Linked DNA regions of Gossypium hirsutum: region 2 is linked to region 1. Evidence: chromatin contacts called from public Hi-C data. All regions are on one chromosome and are shown on one strand. The core of a region is the stretch at or near the end of the contact, and the rest is flanking DNA. Distances in the headings are between cores, read along the strand shown.

Region 1 (5,374 bases), core at 1,389-3,888:
TCTTGCCATTTTGTTTGCTCGAAATTGTCTTATAGCACACAATGCTAAAAGTCATCCTTTTATAAAGTCGGGGTGAGTGGCAATTGATTCAGAAAACTTTCTCGGGTGAGTGGGAAGTTTGCACGTGTTGAATTTGGTAGAGGGAAAACACTCCACATAGGGCGCATTTTTAGTGACATGTCAGAAATATTCATTGAAAACGCGCCCTACGTGGAGCGTTTTCTCATTACCATTTTCAACTCCTACAATTTCCCACTCACCCATTAGGTATCCCGAGATAATTTTTTTTGAAAAATCTGGTGGACTTTAACTTATCGTAAGTTGCGAGTGATCAAAACTCAGTTGCATTAAAAAATCAAAAAAAATTACAAACTAAGAGTTTTGATTAGTTCGAGTTTCGATTTTGAATTGAATTAAATTTCACAATTCGAATATACGATTGTTGTAAATACTCTTTTAGTACCTGTCATTTTTTAAAATTACACCAAATTTGGCAATAGATAATTTCAAATTTTAAAATATAATATTAGATATTTTAAAATATATATTTTAAAATAACTAAAAAATTATAAAAAGTCAAAAAATTATATAAAAAAATAAAAAATATAAAAAAACCCTAAACCCATAAACTCTAAAACACTAAAACATACAAGACCCTAACCCTACCTTAACAAAAAGCAAAACTCTAACCCTAAAATAAAATAATCCTAACAGAAGAAAAATACTTCCAATTGGAAGTGTTTTTGTCTTTTCAGCCTAATCCAATAATTTTTCAAAAACCGGCCTAATCCGGTCATTTTTTTTATAAAATTAGCATTTATGAGAATTTTAACCAAATCTGGTTTTATCTTTCTTTTTTTCTTTTTTTAAATTTTTTAAGAATTTTAATTATTTATTTAATTATTGTTAGACCAACGATTGAATTGATCGAACTGGTTGAATCGAGAACTGGTTGTCTATCCTATTCAACCATGGGTTCAATTATTAAAACACTAAATATGACACTTTGAGATTGTACCATATCATCATCATCTAATTTTTTTTTCAAACTCAAAGTGCCACATCACTAACCTTTTAGATTTTTCAAGTTTAAGGATCAAAATGAACTTAATTGTCAAGTTCAAAATGGACCAAAAAAAAGGTACATGTACCAAAATGAACCTAATTGTCTAGTTAATGGGCCAATATAGACCTACTTGCCAAGTTTAGGGGCCAAAAGTTACATTATCCCCTGTTTTTTCACTGTCATTAACAGAATGGGTTTAAATTAATAACTAGTTTCAAGTTCAAAGGTGAAAATGGATAAAAAAAATTCAAGAACCAATGTAAACCTACTTACCAAATTCAAAGGCCAAAAGTTGTAATACCCTTTTAATTAAATAAGCTTATTATTTTTTATTAAAATAATTAATATCATATTTTTAAAATTAAAAAAAATTATTACACGTTGAATTTAATGTTATTGTTGTTGTTGAAGGTAGATGTAGAACCCATAATTACAAGTAATACATATAACTACAATTAGACTCAATATAAGGCACAAAATTATAACCAATATTGTGGAAAATTTTTATCTAAATTCACTCATATTTGTACAATAACTAATCTAAGCCTATATTATTTTTTAAAATTTAAAAAAATATTTATATTTATATTATTTATAATTTATAATTTAATCTTTTTATATATTTTTCAGTTATTGAAATTTTATATATAATCAATTTGACATTTTTAATGTTTAGATCATAATATTATATATTATCATAAATTTAAATTTCATGTGTTCGAAATTGTATATTATATAAAAATAACATAATATAATATTGTACAAACTTTAAAAAACGACCAAATCAAATTAAAAATTTAAATATTAAAACTCAAACTGAGACCTGTTTATGGGTCGGGTTACTTGTCTAGGCCCAATGACCCGCCTGAAATTTGAGAAGGCTTGACAAAAATATCAAGTCCGAGGGCTTGGGAAAAAATTAGGCTCATTTAAAATATAGTTCGAGCTCAAACTTAAACATTCAAGAATTGAGCCTAGCCAACCCGCTTTTAAGTTTATAATACTTTATATTATATTATTTTTATATATTTTATAATTTAGAACACAATAAGAAATAAACTTATACTAAATATATAACATTACTCTAATATAAACATTAAAATAATTAAGATGACTTTATAAAAACTTTCAATAAATAAAAAAATATAAATTTTTTATTAAATATTAAAATAATATAATATAATTTTTAAAAAATTTTAAAAATAATATGGACGAGCCTAAAATAGGTTTAGATTAATCTATTACAAATATAAATGAATTTAGACAAAATTTTATATACATATTTCGAATCGAATCAGACTTGAACAATCACAAAATATGTTACTAAGCTCAACTCAACCTAACTTATAAACAGTTTTACTCAAACTCAATTCGTATTTTAATAATTTTTTTAGTCCTAATATTTAATCTAAAACCCTTCCAACTTTCCAACGAAATCCTGGAACTTAAACAGAGACAGCCGTCACATGATGAGGTCGAAATACATGTAATAAAATTTAAATAGGGACGCCAAGTGAGGATGGTTCCTAGAATCTTTCTATAAAGTCGATTCCAAGACAGTCACATGTTCAAGCCATCAGTTTATATTTTCCAACGCGTAAAACTCAAGAATCTCCTATGGCATAACCCACCCACCCTTCAAGCCCCTTGGTTTTGTCTCCCAAAACCATGGGTCCTGTTCTTCCCCCCACCTTTATATGTAAAACCAAACCCACTTTCCTATATAAAACCAAACCAACTTCCCTTTCACCAACCAAAAATCTCAATCTAAACCTCCAAGCAAAATCCCATCAAAGACCCATTTTTGAAGAATGAGCAGTGGAGCAGTTTCAGCAAGCAAAGCCTGGATTGTGGCAGCCACAATCGGAGCAGTTGAGGCATTGAAAGACCAAGGCATTTGCAGGTGGAATTACACCATTAGGTCACTGCATCAACATGCCAAGAACAATATCAGATCTTCTTCTTTCTTTTCTTCTTCTTCTTCTTCATCTTCTTCTGCTGCTGCTGCTGTTTCAAATAAGTTGAGGGAGGAAAAGATGAGGAAAGCTGAGCAGACTATGAAGAAAGTTATGGATTTGAACTGTTGGGGTCCTAATACTGTTAGATTTTAATGTTCTATGCATTTGGTTCATACAAATTACTACAGCTTTTATCCTTTTTGTTAGAGAAAAAAATTTATAGAGAGAGATGATCTGAATTGGTGTAAATCAGCCTTTTCAAATTTTTTTCATATTATGTTGGATCTTGTTGTATTGGGGATTATCATATGAAAAAAATTTATGAAATACATCTAAAGTTGGGTTGTAAACACTTTCTTTTCTCTGAATTTCCATTCTTTTGGTTGGATTTTATACAGATTGAATCTCTAAAATCTTTTATTTTTCTTTGTTAGTTGAGGATACAGTTTTGTACTCCATTAGCAATATTAGTACTCCATTAGAAACTATGGTAACTGTTGTATATTATATACTATTAAAGTTTTATATTATTACATCAATCATATATACATACTATGTATATATAAAATGGAAGAAAGAAAGTAATTGAAAATAGGTGTCTCTATATGTAAATAGACATGATAACTATGTAAATAGACATAATACAGCCATAGATATCTATTGATATTTTATATATATAAACACTAAAAATGAGAATTGAAATATGAAATTGAATTATAAGAGAAGGAAACTATTAAAGTATTTTTTTTTTGTATGTAATTGGATTTCATTCTTATTTAGAATAATTTTTAAATTTATTTTGTTCGAGTAAACGTTTTATATCTGGAGAATAATATTTCTTGATTTGTCTGCACATGGAGGAGAAATAACTGTTCTTAAAATAGTTTTTTAAAAATGTCTAACTTTTACAAATATCAATTTCGGATCCAACCAAAATTTTTATGTATCTATCAAAATATCTAAGGATAAGCTCTTAGAAATTTTAATATTTCATTGAAAATTTAGACAAAAGCTTGTAAATACGGATTTTGGTACACCAAAAATTTTAATGAAATTTCATAGAAATATTGGTACTCTGCTAGAAATTTTGATATAAAGTTGTAAATCCAAATATTAGTATACCAAAATTTCTAACAAAGTTTTATAGAAATATTGGACTCCATTAGAAATTTTGGTATATATCAAAGTATGCTATGATAAATATTAATATTTTGTTAGAAATCTTGGTAAATGCTTGTAAATCCGGATTTTGGTGTACCAGAATTTCCAACGAGGTTTCTTAAAAATATTAGTATTCCCTTAGAAATTATGGATATATCAAAATATCTAAGGTTAAACTCTTAAAAGTTTTGATAAAAACTTGTGTAACATGATTTTGGTATATCAAAATGTCTAATCACCTTCCATATAACTATTGATATTTTCTTAAAATTTGTAATATAATTCAAAATATCTAAAAAAGTTACGCTTAGAAATTTTAGTAATTCCTTAAAATTTTTAATATCCTTAAAATTTTGGTATTTAACAAAATATTTAATCATATAATCTTAAAAATTTTGATATTTCATATTTGGTTCATCCCATTTTTTTTTTGTTAGAGTTTATGTGACTTGAATCCCATCACTTGTTGAATAAATAAATACAGTAGCAAAATAAAGTGATTTGTGGGGTCAAGAGATCGAAGGCCATATCACACAAGTTGAGTTCATATAGAACTATACTTCTAATATTTGACTTTGATTAGAACAGGTTTTTCAACCCTTAAATAGATATAGTCGAAACTCTTTTTATATAATTCGTTTTTCAACATTAGTGAATTTCTTCTTCTCTGCCCGTGATTTTTTTCCCGAAAATGTTTCCATGTAAAATATAATATGTGTATTCTTATTTTATTGTCTTATTATTTTATAATCATTCTATTGCAATTATGAACATTTATTATAACATTTTCATATAAACATAATTAGTTATTTTAATTAAATTTTTTGGGGTCGTTTGCAGGGATGAAGTACCAAACCCACTCGAAGGAGGTCATAGGGTTGGCCAAACATTATTAACATCTCATAATGTCAATTTTAATGTCAATAATCTATGCTAATGCCTTAACCATGACTTTCTTTTCTTGAATATAATAAACTTGAAAATGTAAAGGTTAAAATATGTCATAAGTCCCTCTATTTTTTAAAAGTTTGAAATTTAATTTTTATATTTTTTAGATTTTAAAATTTAAGTCTAATTGTTAACATTACTAAATATTTTTGGTTAAATTTGTTGGTGTAAGATTTTGAAATAAAAACAATACACTATGTAACTAAAAATATGATATTGTAATTAACACAAATTTAACTAA
Region 2 (5,374 bases), core at 757-3,256, 140 kb before region 1:
ATACACAATACCAGTCTCTACAATCTACATATCTTCTTCTATATGTATTTGGCAATGGCAATGTGAATTTAGAATAGACAGAAACTTTGAACTTGGTTAATTACTTCACTATTTTGCTGTGATATCTGTCAAGATTGTACACCTTTTTTAATCATAAGAAATATGTGGGATATCTACAACATTTCAAATAAAAAGTGGTGACCATATAGATTTTTAATTAAGTGTAACAACAAAAGAGGAACTTTAAAAGCTGTATTTTGGAATTTGGTTTAAAAAAAAAGCATTAATTACACCTCCAAAATCAATGTAACAGTAAGACCAAGATTTTCCTGTATGCTTCTAATATGAAAGCTTGAGTGACAGATCAACACAATTAGGAGCATTATTAGCATAAGAAGCTTCACCACCTACTGTAATTGCTGATGAAGAAGCTTCTTCAGGAAATTCCCATTCCTTGGAAGCTGTGTTTCTGCCATTTTTCCCTGGGAAAAATTCATACTCCATCACATAACTTCCAGTGCCAAATGAATTTCCTTTCCTGTGAATCGCCACAACATCCACTGTCTACAACAACACAAAGAACCCCATAAGAAGAACGGTATTTTATTAAAAAAAGAAAAAAACCAATTTGATTGGTCATCATCATCACCTCATTGATGTTCATTTGGCCTGCTGCTGCATATGCATAAGCACTCCTTGCAGCTCTAGCACGGAATCCCTTCATCATCTCTTCATTTGTGTTTTGATTGTTTTCCAGGTTCCATCCGTGAAAGTCAGTTCCTTTGTTTGGAAAAGTTTGTCCTAATTGGTTGAATAAACCTCCATTAAACTTCCCATTCTCCATATTGCAACGCTTCTTCTGCAACATGTATTCAAGTGATCAATAAGATGGCAAAGAAGTCATATATAAAAGAAAGAACTTGAGACAGATACTGACTAGCTTTTGGGTTCATTTTGAGTGATTTTTAGATACAATCCCAAGAAACATAAGACTAATGATCTCCTAACTGTAGATCTCTTTTTTTTTTTTCTGTGTTGCTATATTTTTCTAGCAAGCCAAACAGGAGGAATCAAGAAATCCTTTCCAACTTATAACTCCTTTTCCCCCCATTTTTTTCTCAGGAATCAAACATAACCATTTAGAAATAAATATCAGAATCAACAATATTACGACCTGTTCAACTATGTCATCTTTTTCCTTCACATTTCCTACATTTTATTAGAAACAAAAACAAAACATCACCAAAAACCAAAAGCACAATACTTCAAACAAGCAAACAAAACCCAAAGCACAAAACTTTGCAAATTAAGAAGCTTTGAAAAAAAAAAAAAAAGGGGTAAAAGCTAGACCTTAAAGCAAAGATCACAATGCTCAGGCTTGCAATGCTGGAACTTTGGCATTGAAGAGAGCTCTTTAGAAGCCTCCACAACACTAGCAGCAGCACAACTAACCTGAACATTACCAGGATTTCCAACCAAAACCTGACTATTAAACCCACCGAACCCTCCATTACCAACAACTCTTTGCATCATCAAACCATCTGTGTCAGCCCCCCAACCCCATAACCCTCCACTTCCACCATTGATCATCATGGAGGGAACACCGTAGTTTGCTACACCATGCAGCACAGGCACATTACTAGCTCCCATAGCTTCACAACCGAACTGGTTTATTGTCGTTGGGGTCCTTGTTTCACTCATTTTCCTCAAACGTTCAAGTTGGGCCACTCCCATGCCTCTTTGAGGCTGTTTCTTTTGGTATGGACCTTTCCCACTTGGTTTCCTTCCTTTGTTGCTCTTCACAAACTCCATGGCAGGTTTAGCTTCATCTTCCATGGGTTTTGTTGTTGGGTTATCAGTGTTTGGAGTCAAGAGTGTAAGTGAAGTAGCCATTAAAAAAGAAGGGCTTTGATATGTTTTTAGCTTAAATCAAAAAGAGAGAGAAAGGAGAGTTTTTTTTTTTTCTTTTCTTTCCCTGTCTTTGGCTTTTGCTGGACGATCAAAAGAACGGGGATTTTATAGACAGACGGTTCTGAAAGATTTGGATTTTCCTTAGACATCAATTTATTGTAATTAAAAATAAAGTTTTCATTACAAAAACAGATAACAAGGTACATGTTATTGTATTTTTTTTCCCCCAGATTTTTATTTTGTTTTTATCAATTCTAAAATCTTCACCACATAATATATTAAAAAATAATTTAGAATATAATAAATACATAAAATTTGAAAAGAAAATCATTGATTTTTCATAAATTTCTTTGTTGATCCAATAACCTTTTTATTAAAAAAAGGACAAAAAGAATTCATCCCTGGAATCAGTAAAACCAGCCTGAGGAATAGCAAATTCCAGCCAAAGAACACCAATCCCTATGCAAAACCCAAATCCAAAAGCCAATCCATCTAAACGCGCGTGTACTACAAAAGCGTGTTCCGTAATGGAATATTGCAACACGCGCATAAGAGAGAGTGAGCATGGAGTTCAATAATATAGTACCTAGAGACACGTGTCATGCACTGAGGGCAACTGATTATACCGGGGACATGATCTGAAACACAAAGGACATTACAACTCCGTTTAAGTAGTTGGGGAGTGTCAGTTTAGACAAAAGTAGCAAACAAACATTAGGGCTTTTCATTTTCATGCAAAAAATATATTTAATTTCTTTCCCCTTTTCCCTCCAATTTTCTTCTAAATAATTTATGATTTTTTTAAATATAATATAATCTGAAATTTAAATGCTATAAAAACAAAATCATTTAAAAATTTTCTTGATCTAAAATGATATGAAAATGATTTAATGGTCAGGATATTGGAAAAAAAAAAGAGGAAAATTTTGAAGTGTCAAAAGCCATTAGGGTTCTCAAACAACATTGTGGGGGGTACAATGGTTTTACATTACAAATTGATCTATGAATGGGCATGATATTGTGATAGCAGGGAAAGATTTGGGTAGACTCAAACAAGGATTTGTGAAATTATTTTGTATTTATATATTTTTTATGTCATCATTATTTTTAAAGTATTTAATATTTATTAGATTATGACATATTCATAAAAAAATTATGTAAAGTTTAAATAAAATATTAGTTAAAATGGTAAATTTAAATGTTTTGCATTCAAATCTCATTATGTGTTCTAACAATATTTATTCTTTTTGACATAAAGTTTAAAATTATCCATAGTCCCCTTCTAATTCATAAATAGAAGGATAATACGTTTTAACACACTCGAACCTACATCTTCTTGCATTGATAAAAATAATCATACCAATCAAGTTAAAACTCAATTGACATTTGTATATTATTTTCTTGATTCAAATATCAAACTTTTGTGGATACTCAAAAATAATAATTCTAAATGTCTCGAGATACAAAACAATCTCAGGAACAAATTGAATGGGATCATGTAATATTAATCAAGGATGGTAAGTAAAAGGTGTAAGGGCAATCGTAGAGTAAGATTTGGTCATGACAATGTGAATCTGCCTAGCTATGTTGTAGGGTTGCAATGATAGCCTAATTCTAATTCTATCATATTTGGAAAGTTTATTCCATGTGATAGTTTATGGTTGCCCAATTTGTTGTTTGAACACAATAATAAAAATATTTGTACTAGGATATGCCATTAATGTTTCAATTATTTCTCTCCTTAGTTTTTATTAATTTTATTGCTCTACATCATGTATGGTTTATTAATTATTAATTGGATCCAATTTCCAAATATCTAATTAAATTGAGAATCTTTTCCTTGTTGGATACTAAAAATATCTTTATATTAACCTATGATTCATCTATGTGTTCATTTCATAGATTCAATTAAAAATAAACAGTCCACCTATAATTAATTTTTATTACAATTTTTAGTTATCCCATCACAATAAAAAAGCAACAATGTAAATATCAACAATTTGTTAGTAGGGTTTCTTATAATATTTTGATGGATTTCAATTAGATTCTCGTATTTTATGAAAATTAAAAAATTGATCTAATTAGATAACATTGTTAAACCTTACTATTACATCTTTGACATGAAAATTAATAGCAAAATAAGCAATTCAACAATTTGTATGCAACTAGTTAGCAAAAACTAATAGTTCAAGTTCACATGTTCATTAATGAACTTATCAGTTTTCATAAAATAAAGGATATATTTCTCAATTAGTTTCATTCAATTCTTGGATCATAAAGAAACTAGTGAAGAATAAGATCCCATGGTTAAATACTAACTACAAATACATGATATATATATTAGACTCATAAATTCTATATTTAGTGATGAACTAAAGGATGAACCCCCTTTCTTATCCCCAGAGCAATTCCTTCTTTTTCCATGCAAAAATAACTAACTTCCACCTACCATTTCACGTATTCTCTTTGGTTTCCCATGTGTTGCATTCATCTCTTCAAAACTACTCTATCCAAAAGCTCCAACATAATCCAATCATATATATTATTCCATGTATGTGTTAGACTTTCTCTTTCACTCACACTTCAAATTGTGTCAATAAATTTATCTATTGAGTTGTTACAAACCAATAATAATCAAAACTAATGAGACATCTTCATACCATAACTAAGTTGATACTAGAATGTTTCATATTATAATTAAGTTGATACTGTAACCACCTCTAATAGTAGTAGTGATTAACCCCTTCACCATAGGTGTATCTAAAGAGGTAAACAACTAATCATGAGATGTGATTCAATCCCATGAGCAAAAATTAAATCCCTGATCACATTATTAGAAAATAAAATAAGCTGCCACCATGCGACACTTGTGGTTTATTACAGTAAAAACTCTATCTATGCATTAACCATTTTTTAAAAATTTCTTTTGATAAAATCCCTAAACCCTTTTATAATAATTATTTTTTTCATGTGCACCAAAATATTGTGTTAGAGCTCTTAAAACGAGTGAAGAGAAGGGATAAAAAAGAATAAAGCAATCAAAACCGCGTGACTAACCAAAGATGTAATTTTCAGATATGATTCTGGTTGAAGATCTTTGATAATTATCATCCCATCCCATCCCATCCCATGCATCCCCATCCCATCCCTTTCACAAATTGCATGCAATGCAATGCGATTCAATGCAACCCAAGAAACCGCAAAAGCTGAACATTTTGTAAGGACGGTCCTCAAGGGAATTGACCAATAAGGAGCTGCCATGTAAGTAAAAATGGTCTTAATCTATATTTTCCTTTTTGTAAGTCTTGATCTAGTACTCTAGATCTTAGGCATGCATATGTATGGTGTGATGAAGTTTATATTATTTATAAATATATAGGTAAGTAAAGAAGAATCTTCTAAAAGGGCATTGGTGGGTGGTCCCATCAACGGCCACCTTGGGTGCTGGGATATAGGCGGCTAC

Evidence for each region. A called contact is a pair of places that touch in the nucleus more often than the background predicts.
Region 2: a Hi-C map of leaf shows a contact between it and region 1, with 2.2 times the contacts expected there. The contact joins the promoter of LOC107943875 here to the promoter of LOC121204943 in region 1. A contact is called at or near these places in 5 of 34 Hi-C or Micro-C datasets (all in leaf).

What each region holds. Positions count from the first base shown.
Region 1 is chrA01:8,880,121-8,885,494 of Gossypium_hirsutum_v2.1, reverse strand. It overlaps LOC121204943, which reads left to right and starts at 2,638. Exons shown (of 1, transcript XM_041075798.1): 1 at 2,638-3,374. The coding sequence starts at 2,878. The coding sequence ends at 3,177.
Region 2 is chrA01:9,017,854-9,023,227 of Gossypium_hirsutum_v2.1, reverse strand. LOC107943875 (protein SPOROCYTELESS) reads right to left here and starts at 2,006. Exons shown (of 3, transcript XM_016877690.2): 1 at 1,351-2,006; 2 at 650-856; 3 at 93-564. The coding sequence starts at 1,893. The coding sequence ends at 340. LOC121204949 (a long non-coding RNA gene) reads left to right here and starts at 4,958. Exons shown (of 3, transcript XR_005900108.1): 1 at 4,958-5,172; 2 at 5,291-5,374.